2 separate regions of the Anas platyrhynchos genome follow, and region 1 is linked to region 2. A link is a contact called in public Hi-C data. All regions are on one chromosome and are shown on one strand. Each heading gives the region's core, a stretch centred on a gene start, on an enhancer-like site or on the middle of the called end of the contact. The rest is flanking DNA. Distances are from core to core; before and after follow the strand shown. Region 1 overlaps DDAH1 (dimethylarginine dimethylaminohydrolase 1). Region 2 overlaps ZNHIT6 (zinc finger HIT-type containing 6).

The links. Hi-C and Micro-C count contacts between places; a contact is called where the count stands out from the background.
Region 1: a Hi-C map of subcutaneous adipose tissue shows a contact between it and region 2, with 5 times the contacts expected there. The contact joins two enhancer-like sites. A contact is called at or near these places in 5 of 8 Hi-C or Micro-C datasets (F1 follicle, liver, skeletal muscle and 1 more).

Annotation. Positions count from the first base shown.
Region 1 is chr8:24,666,690-24,671,966 of IASCAAS_PekinDuck_T2T, reverse strand. DDAH1 (dimethylarginine dimethylaminohydrolase 1) reads right to left here. Exons shown (of 6, transcript XM_072041620.1): 5 at 2,315-2,458; 6 at 1-1,865. The coding sequence ends at 1,749. Among named protein-coding and RNA genes, the nearest start is that of BCL10, 8.9 kb to the left of the region's middle. Within about 2 kb of position 3,671, at least 2 of the 8 cell types and tissues checked have an H3K27ac peak or open chromatin away from gene starts, as enhancers often do.
Region 2 is chr8:24,538,962-24,544,529 of IASCAAS_PekinDuck_T2T, reverse strand. ZNHIT6 (zinc finger HIT-type containing 6) reads right to left here. Exons shown (of 11, transcript XM_027462888.3): 5 at 4,598-4,701. Among named protein-coding and RNA genes, the nearest start is that of ZNHIT6, 4.9 kb to the right of the region's middle. Within about 2 kb of position 1,904, at least 3 of the 8 cell types and tissues checked have an H3K27ac peak or open chromatin away from gene starts, as enhancers often do.

The sequences.
Region 1 (5,277 bases), core at 2,422-4,921, 130 kb before region 2:
CCTTTGGGACACACCTTTTCAGATACATTTCATTTGCTCATCATTGTTCTCTTCCTCACGGTGCCTCGTGTCATCACAACGTACAGTGCGCCCAGACATGAGATGCATCCTGCCATGGCTGCCAGGATGTTTGCTCCACATTAGCCACTGATGTAGGGTGAGAAATGCCCTGTGAACCTATAGATATATGTACTTGTGTTTCCAACCTTATGGTTGTGTGGAAAATCGTGTGGGTTTCCAGAGGACACCAAAGTGTGCACTCGGTTAATACTATTTGCTGTGCTACAGAACGCATTGCTAACCTCCCTGCTGCTGCTTGCTTCTGACTGTACCTCAGAAACATGCCCCAAGTGGTTCAGGAAAGGTGGAGGAGGTGCCTAGGAAGTCGATAACATGTTCAGACTATTTGTCAGTCTCCGGAGAGTTCCCACTGCTGCCTCTGTTTGGGAATTTCTCCATCCTTAGTTTACAAATGGTTTACCAAGAAGCATGTGAATACAATGGGGAATGCTTCACTTTACTGTGGTGAAAAAAAGTATGACTCAGTGGGTAAACATGTAGTGGAATTTGCTACAAAAACTGTATTTGTTTTAAATGAATACCACAGTAAATATTCATGCAATTAAAAAAATAAGATGGTAATTGTTCCAAGGAAAACTAACCCAAGGGCAGATAAAGTACACATGCCAATCTTTCAGGAAACAATAGCTTCCCTTATTCATGAGCATAATCCAGGAATAACTGTCCTTCAACTCATTCTATCAGCCTTTCCTTTTGAATTTTGCTAGTATGTGGCCTCCAAAAGAAGAGAAAACAGCAGAACTAAGGGACAAATACAAGGAAAGTAAACAATAGAATAGAAAACCAATTTTGCTTACTTTCAGAGTTTTAACTTTTCCAAGACCATCTGAACTTCTCATTTTTGTCGTCCAGGTGCTCCCTGGGATCTGGCCTTTAAAAAAAAAACCCCTCTCTTTCTCACTAAAGTGAATACAAAGCATGAGCAGCAAACCAGGACCTGAACTTGCAGGACATGTCGTATGTGGCTGCACTGCAATTTCTTTCTCTGTCATCCAAGTTTCCCAGGCAGACATTGCCCTTGAATGCACCTGTCAGAGAAAGCTTTTCCCAAAATTGCTACCTGGCGTCTGAAACTGATTCTAGGCATGATTCTGCCCAGCAGCAGCAATGTGATATGGCTGAGACAGTGAGCAGTCTATTGCCCACTGTTCCAGCTTCCCAACCACACAAGATACCAAGTTCATGAGCCCCCTGAACTTTCTTTAGTCCCCACCGACACCTTGCATTACTGAAAGAAAAGAGAGAAAAGGAGATGAAAGACTGAAGAAGGAAAAAAAGACGCAGATCAAGGAAGCAAGAGAAAGACAGGAGAAGGCAACAGTACAGAGACAGAGGTTCTTGAAGTGTTGAGAATTAGTTGGTTTTCATAAAATTTTCACACAGATAAGTTAAATCACTAACATAAGGGGTCAGCCATTTTAAGTGTCTTCTGCTAGCCCATGGGACTAACATACTTCAGTTATGCACCCCTCAAGAAAAGCATACATCCACCTTAAATACCATCTGCAAGGACATAATAAAATTACACAAAGCAAAAAATTTGTAAACAAGGGTTAGTAGCACAGTGGTACAGTAGATTGTCAATAAAAACAATAGAAGTGTGGATACAGATTCGTCTACCTTGTGTGTAACATTATTGCCAGTTACAAGGGAGGGACTCTGTAAACTCATAATTCTGAAGTTTTGTTAATAAGCACAGAGCAACAGGTGAGTGCCCCATCTACTTTCTCCAGTTCTGTGTTGGCTATTGGAATCAGCATGTGGTCCTTCAGTTTTTCAAAAACCTATTTAGGAAAGAAAATACAACAGAAATCATTACATTTTACACTTACTATTTTCCCTTTTCTCTAACTATTTACAGAATGAACAGGCATGGCTGGCTCAGTGGGTGCTAAGCTGTCTCATGGTTTGTAATCAATGCTAACATTTATGGTGTATGTGGCCTTCTGCCTACAGCTCTCAAAAGGTTCACAACCAACAATAGTGCAGCAAGGGGAACTGTTACTGCTCCCAGTCATGCAGAAGAAGCACAAGGGGCACAAGAGACAAAATTAAATCAATAATGGAGATGAACGTAGAGCCCAGGCCCAACACCTTTCAAAAGCCAGCCCTCTGATTTTTTCCATGACAGGATATAACCCATTCTGGAAAGCACCGAATGTCAGTGCCCAGCGACTTCCCGGAGAGGCCAGGATGCTGGCGGGCTCCCAGCCATGCTCAGCACCTCTCTCACCTTTGCGCTCTCTGGGTACTCCTCGGGGGCTCGGTGCAGCAGGACGTGGCCTTTGCTGGGAATGTTTAAGTAGATGCAGTTTGCGGCGGCATCATCGGGCACTGTCAGCTTGTCGTAGCGGTGGTCACTCATCTGTTGCATGGTCTGCCAGGAGACAAAAAGTGCAGCTACTTAGACCAAACGCTTTAGAGGGGTCCACACAAATACAAGAACAGAGCCTTCAAAAAAGTGCTAATTGCAACTGCCAAGTCAGCCAAGAGCCATTTTGCTATACAGCAAGTAAGGAGATCTGTCTTTATCTCTGCCTTCAAGGAAGAATCTACTAACCCTACCCAAAAAGAGCAGTAGAAAACCTCTGTCAAACAGTTCCTGGAAACAGCAGGATTAAGCAGTGTACTCAACGAGCAGTCCGTGGACTTTTCCTTAAGGAATGCACATTGAGTATGCAAACCTCCCGCTCACTTTGACAGAAACTATAGGTGTTCAGCACCTTTGAGAAAAGCAGCCATCATTCAATATTTATAAAACGAGTGTGAATTAACACAAACAGGACAGGAACGGTTCCCAGCTTGGCTATCAGCCCAATCTTAATTCTTTTCAAGGACCTCCTTTCTGCTTTCCAAGCAGTTACTCTTTCACTAGGCACCTGTGCCGGGGCGCGAGAAGGCACGTCTGAGTTAATCCTCGTTCCCAAGGGGACAACACAATAACCTTGTCAGAACAGTAGAGCTGGTGGCTTTCAGAAGTTGGGTTTATAAATATAGGGCTCATACTCAAATTTGGATCCTGGCAGAATTTCCGAGACAGAGACTCTCAGCACACGAGAAGCCTGAGATCGCGAGTTTTGGATTAGGCTCAACTTTTTACTAAAGATAGAAAAAGCCTGGAGACGAGAAGCCTGGCTCCCCTTTGTACCACTCCAGCTTTATACCAGTGTCTCTGACAGAGACCTAGAATAATGCAGAAGCAAACAAAGCTCAAAGCTTTGGCCCTATCCAAAGCCTAAGCAAATTCAAGTATTTCAGTTTCTCTCCTAGTCCTCCTGTGTTCCCACACAGATTTTTAAGCTTTTTTTTCAGCTTAAAATTACTCACATTAAAATTATGTTAAAAATAAACTAGCACTCTGTTCACAAAATTCTTCAACTAAATTCCCTTCTCAGGGAAATCCCGCAGATCTACATCATGTAGCAGAGAGCAAACTTTGATCTTAGGTACAGTCATCTTCAAATTACTGGTAAGGTCATTTGTACTGCTACTCATTCATAAAAAATGCCATATGGAGCTGAATTTGAACAACTGCATCTCCAACATATTGTGAAGCACCATAACAACTCACACTTCCACAGCTACAGTAATTCCTTTATAGGCCTGGATGCATTTTTCATGTTGCAGCCTGAGTCATCCACATCCCGTGGAGAACATGGAAACTCATAGCGAAGAATGCAATGCATTCTTGAGGAAGCATTATCAGATTGTTATTTCTTGTTCCTACTTCAGTTATGAATCTCAGCTGAGCTCCCAAGGTCACATCTACCTCCATAAAAGGTTAATGTGTTTTGCTGGGGAAAAATCCTTGCGCCTTTACTTTACCGGATGTATTTTTATTACCACACTCACCATGTTTGACTTCCCTATTTATGAATTTGTTTCCGCTCCGTTGCCATGATGTATTTTTTTAAAGCTCTCCTCGATGCTGCAGGCATCCAGCAGCAGGTGACACGCCTGCACCCCCTGCTGCTGCTGTCCCTGGTAACAAGTCTGCAGACTTGTCCTCTACCCACAGCCTCCCTTTCCTAAATAATCTTTTTAAGTCTGGATTAAGGAAACATATTAATTAAATCCACACTGAAACACACATAGCGGTAGAGGAAAAGCCACTGCCTGGGTTTCGCTCAGCTCCCAAGCAGTTGTGATTTCTCCAGTCCTTGTTGGTAACAGAATCCTATATTACCAGTTTTCTGTAGAAACAGTTTGTTCATCAGAAATGCATTGTGACTCACTCTGAAACATTTCCATAAGAAATTATAAATGAATTCTCAAACAGAAGTGTATGGACACATCTCCCATTCATTTGCTTCCATAAAATGCTCCAAGTTGGAACACCCACAGTGAGCAGAAATGAAGAACAAGTGCAAGGCCCTCACTGAGCAGACACGAACCAGCTTCAGGAAACCTGGGAGATGATGGTGAGGGCACGTTAGGAGGATTGATTTCAAAAATAAAAAACAGAGAAGTGGTGTATGAATTAATTTGGGAACAAATGAAGAGAAAAAATGAGTAAAAAAATGAGAAAGAGAAGCATGGGAGTCTTAGTACCTGGCTGCGGCAGTGGGGATGGGTTCTGTTAGCAACAACACCGCTGCAAGATAGCATTTATTAGTAACTGGTGGTCTGACAATATAAAATTACTCTCTTCCTTGGCTTTTAAGATAAGAAGGAAATCATATTTGCAAGCTTTCATCCCTGTTATAACTATGTCTGCATGTTGAAATAAAATTCCAAAAACCAATTTGTTGAGAGTGTGTACAGGCAAAAACACCCCAGACCTGTGCCACAGGGAGACTCTGGATCCAACAGAAATACGCTGATATGATGTAATCAGGTTATTTTAACCTGACCCATGGTCTTACATATTTCTATGACATAAAGTCACTGAGCACATGCACCTGGCCAGACAGGACTACAAGGCAGAGAAAAACACGACAGCAAGGTTCTTTGATCATATTTTCTATCAAATAACCCCCCCAAATATGTATTGTTTTGGGAAAAGTTAGGTTTACAAAGACTATAGCCCTCGCACAATGCGCTCGGGCTGGCTTTCTGCCCACAAACATATGACCAGCTATGTTAACAGTCAGGCATTTCCCGCATGCCTAGTTTTTCTGGGAATTTTCTTCAGCCCAGAGAGGGTAATTTTCATTGCACATTCTCTCAGCCCTTAGTCATGCTTTCCTTATGTTG
Region 2 (5,568 bases), core at 655-3,154:
ATTTTGTTGAAACTTCATTAAGCTTATTCCTGGATTTGATGTATAAACAATAAAACAATTAAATATTTCTCCTGAAAGTTCAAATGTTTCCTAGTTACAGTAAGCAGCACGACAATCGATGAAGAAACTGAAGCGCACTTCCGCTGTAGCACATATGGTCTCCTACAAGGGGCCTCACAACAGCAGGAGATGTTACTAACTGTGTGTGTTGCAATAATCAAACACAACAGGCTTGAGCTGAGTCCTGGGTAAGGCAAGGGGACGCTGCTAAGGCTGAGTGAGTAACCCAAACTGTAATTCTCAAAAAAAATAGAACTACTGTCCTCTTTAACTCCTGCAAATAAACAAAATGGCCATCAGATTCACTATAAGAATAAAAAAAAAACAGTTGCTAAAATAAAGAAATGTTAAAAAATGTCAGCTACAGAACTCAGTAGCTATTTATTTTAACATGGGGATATTTGGAAAGCTACTGATTTTCAGAAATGCACATAGTACTGAAAGCAGGATCTCAGTAACAACTAAATTCAAGCTTAAGAGCTCCACCATAGAATCATAGAATCATAGAATATCCTGAGTTGGAAGGGACCCTTAAGGATCATCAAGTCCAACTCTTGACACCGCACAGGTCTACCCAAGTTCAGACCATGTGACTAAGTGCACAGTCCAATCTCTTCTTAAATTCAGTCAGGCTCGGTGCAGTGACCACTTCCCTGGGGAGCCTGTTCCAGTGTGCAACCACTCTCTCTGTGAAGAACCCCTTCCTGATGTCCAGCCTAAACTTCCCCTGCCTCAGCTTAACTCCATTCCCGCGGGTCCTGTCGCTGGTGTTAATGGAGAAAAGGTCTCCTGCCTCTCGACACCCCCTTACGAGGAAGTTGTAGACTGCGATGAGGTCTCCCCTCAGCCTCCTCTTCTCCAGGCTGAACAGGCCCAGTGCCCTCAGCCGTTCCTCGTACGTCTTCCCCTCCAGGCCTTTCACCATCTTCGTAGCCCCACCAGTTTAATATGAGCCCTAAAACCTGCTCATGTAACTCCGTGGTAAATTCTCAAGATCAGCAACACTTCAAAAAATTCACACTAATTATCTTTACCTAATTAAGGATTACAGGTTTTTTTTAGGGTTTTCATAAGTACCTCAGAAGTAACTTCCATTGCACTAATGATCACTTACACACAGAGCAAGTCTCCACAACAGATTTTATTCACACTATTAAACCGAAGAAGAGAGACAAAGGAGAGGATCTTCTCTTCTCCAAAGTACATAATGTGATCAGACGTTCCTAACCCGCAGGAACGCCTCCCACCCAGGGGGAGCTGCATCCCTCCTTCCCACCTCCAAGTTTTCATGGGTTCCATGCAGGGGTGCTGTGCACAGACAGGATGAGGCAGGGTGGAGGTGCCCAGGAAGATAAGCAGCAGAGCAGGGCTGAGCAGGGCTGCATACACTGCAGAACCAAGGGAGCTGAGCTGCACTGCCCCAGTTCAGCTTCTCATTGCTGAAATAGGCTCCTGCTGAGGATGCAGGAGGCACAAGCTGCGAGCTCCCCCTTTTCCTCGCACAGCCCCTGCTGGCTGGAGCTCCCCTCTTGCTGCCCGGCCCGGTCACACTCAGCAGCCCTCTCCCGAAGGCTCCCCAACACGGCAGCACACCCTAATTCCATGGCAGCACCTCTTACAGAAGGGGAACTAGCACTTCTATTGGAAAATGAGGGCACTACAGCTAATGTATGGTGAAGCAGTGCATTAAAAAGAATTTGCAAGCAAGGTGTCCTAAACCACCTGCAAGACAGAAGGCCCACTGGAAGGAGTTCACAAACTGGACTCAAACTCCATTCTCTGCTGACCCTCCAGTATCTGGATTGCTTGATACTGCAAGTTAATCTAACCCGTGTGTTACCCAGCACTGGCACGTATGCTTTCACAATACTAATGGAAACAACAAACTAATGGAAACTGGGAAATGAAGAGTCTGCTTAACACATCTAAACAACCACTGATTTGTCCTCCAGAGCTGGCAGGGGTAGGGGATGACACAAGAATACATCTTGTACTTCCTAGTTTTGGATTACTTTCATTCCTGCCTTGTATAGCCTAACAGCTTGGCTCACATGGAGAGCGTGAAAAAGACATCAGAGAAGGTTCTCAGCTCTCCACACACATATGCAGTGCAGCTTCCAACCGGCACCCTCCAGAGGAACCCCTCCACAAACCCTGACAGACAAACAGTGTGAGAAGGGGTTTGGAGCTACCAAACTGCAGACACACCAGAGCCTGACAAGAACCAGGCATTAAGCTCATAGAAAGCAACTATTTGCACAGCTTTACCCCACTTGGATGTAACATTCAACAAAAAATTAGAGGTCATACCATGAAATCACATGGGGTAGGTGTCAAATGGCTGATACTTTTTGGTTTGATCAAACCTTGGGTTTGATTCCTCAGGCACCCACAGAGGGAGCAGGCAAACATGCCAATTACAAAAAATAAAAATAATTAGTTTTTAATCTACATCACTGAATTCAAACAGCCCACTGCTGAGTGAACAGCAGCAGCACAAGAGAGGAAATGTCCTTCTTGTAGTTATCATGGAGCATGCCTCATGCCCTTGGGCAGCATGTACAGGAAGTAGAGGGCTACTTCCTATCCTCTTAGAACGTTACCATGTTCTTTCTGCTGGGATCTGAAAGCCCCAGAAAGGATAACTGTCCAAAACAACCACAAAAAAACACCCCAGGTCCTCATGATTGACAAAAGAGTAAGGCATCATCCCAGACAGCCTGTGAGATACTTCCACACCTGTTTGCCAATGTCACTTTCGTTGCCCCATCCTCTTAGGTTTTAAATCTGCTTCTGTTAAACAACAGAAACACGTCAAAACGTAACCTGCTTAAAGCTTCATTTGTTATCAACAGAAGGTACGTTTCAGTATGTACCCAAAAAGACTTTCTAGAGAAAAAGAACTGAAGAATGTGTTATGTGGAGGCAAATTTCTGTCAGCACAGGGTTGCAGCATGCCCAGGATCCTACCAATAGAGTCAAAAACCCTTCATGTGTGCCTCTTCTGTTCTTTTGTCTTCAGACACCTAGCTGCTGATCCCACCATCACTGGGCCTTCTGCCCTTGCTCTGGCTCTATAACACTACTCCCTTACCCTGTATTGCCAGGGATGCCTATTTTGTTTTATCCACAACATTGAGGAAATGCCCCAGCTCGGCCATAAGCCTGAGATACTTCAATAGAACAAGCCCTCCACAAGATATCTGTAGAAGGCTGAACATGTGGCCAAAGCAAAGGAAGGCAGTACAACGGAAGGCAGCCTCTGCTCGTATGGCTAGGATCTACCAGGTCTGGGTCTATCCTCTACTCTGTTCTGAAGAGAGATGGAGAAAACACCCCAGATTTCCTTTCTTTCCATGGGTCTGCCATGGATTTGCTCTGGCAGAGCTTGCAAATTATGCAACTTTCAAAGGTTACACTTCTACAGATTTTTATGCCTTCTGTTCAGCTAAAAAAATCTAAATATTTGTATTAAAAAAAAAAACAATAACAAAAAAACACTTGTGTCTCAGAACAGCAGATGAGAGGAGATGATACCGGATGATACTGGGAAGTGTGCAGAGCAGCTTTTCAGGTTGGTTATTAGAGAGAGACACCTGGTGGCAGCTCCCAAGCCACAGGCACCTCACCACTTCCAGCCACTGCTCTTTAGATTGTGGTTTGTAAGTCACAAGAACAGAGGGAAAAATGCATATTGAAACCAGAACTTGCTACCAGAACTAAGGATATGAAGAGGAGGAGCCAGCACATCTAATAGATTAGATGTGCTAGACAGCTACCACATCTAATTACTGCAAGAAGCACAGATCTTCAAGCTGAACGTGACCTGTTTCCTGTCATAACAGAGTACTCTGCAGTACTTTTTTCATAGTAAAAAAAAAAAAAACAAACACAAAACTGAAAACAAACAAAAATACTTTAAAACACAAAGTCTGGATACCAGAGAAAACTCATAAGAGTAGAAAAAAAGAAAGAACACCGAAAGTCTTCTTAATCTTAGCCTTTTTCCTGACGTCACATCTGTCTGTCTGCACTTGTCTACGCTGTGCACATGCTACAACATACATCAACCCTAAGATGACATGCAGCAGGTAACTGGACTGGAAGCACCCCTTTCAGCCTTAAAGACAGCTATTTTCAGAGAGAGGAATTTTCAGCAACCATTCTACATCAATCTTCTATCATAAACCTTTAAAGGAAAGTTTTCTTTTTTCTAACAACAAAACCCCCAAAAGCCTTCAGACTGCCATTTAACAGATGAAAATCACAACAGTACTAATTTGTCCACCTACTACTTAATGTTGGTATTTTTCAAAATAATGTATGAATTGCATAAGCTATAAAACTGAGCTCAAAGAGACTAAAAATGAAAAAAGTGCTGCAGGAGATATTAAATCGAAATAGCTTTTGTAAAAAAAAAAAAAAAAAAAAAGGCATACCAGATTTTAAAAGCAAGCATGTCAGTATGAATTTAGATTCCCATCAGTTTGTGTTCAGTGAAAGCAAAACATTGCTAACTAACCGACTGAAGACTCACTTCTTATTGAAGATGGTTGAATTTTCTCTTCTTTTTGTAAATCCAATGGGCAGTGTCTTCAGGTTGATATTATGCCTTCGAGCTCTGTTTCTCAAGTAATTTATCTAGCAAAAAATAAATTTTTTTTTTTTGAATCTGAATTGTATACACAAAGCTGGAACATTAAAGCAAAAAATGAAGAGTAAACATGAAAGGAATTATGGGAACATTAGAGAAAAGGCCATATTTAATGTTGAACTTTGACTTTTGAATAAACAAAACACTGTGAGTGAGCAAGTCAATAAAGCAAGCCTGGACACTACCTGAAACATGTTCAGGTGAAGTCTTCCAGTTAAAAACAACATGCCAATGACCTCTTCCCACTTAAAGTTCTTCAACATACTGTGAAAGTCACGAACACCCACCATGGGTGCAAAACCACTCACTGAGCCGGTTTTTGAGCTACAACCCTGCTAGTGGATGGGATACACAAGCACCTCCTCAGCCACTTTGACAAAATCCTATCTAAAGGTAGCGTGAAGGATATCATCCTGCAAACACGCCTAGTACCGCATGCTAAAAACTGCTACCTCTGGAGCATCTCGCCATTTTGAATGTACATTTTCAAGACATCATGACTATAACACAGAGTATGACAGCAGCTTAAGAGACCAATGAAGACTTCTAAATCTACTTGGCATTAAAAAAATCAACATGAATTCTCTCCAACTGAGGAGTTGAGTGCTGTATTAAAAAGTGTCTTCACAGGATTGGAAAACAGGGCCCTGACACCTTTTTCTGACACACAAATGAGACAACGTATTTTGGAGTGCATTTTGGTGTTTATACTTCTTGATCTTGGTCTTCCCTGCTCTGTCATGTGGCTTTTACGAAATGACATCTAATTCTGTGATCTCATTGATGCTCTACTGGAACTAGAAGAATTTCAAGAAAAATCACCTCTCATCCTTAGCACGTTAGCTTTTACTTCA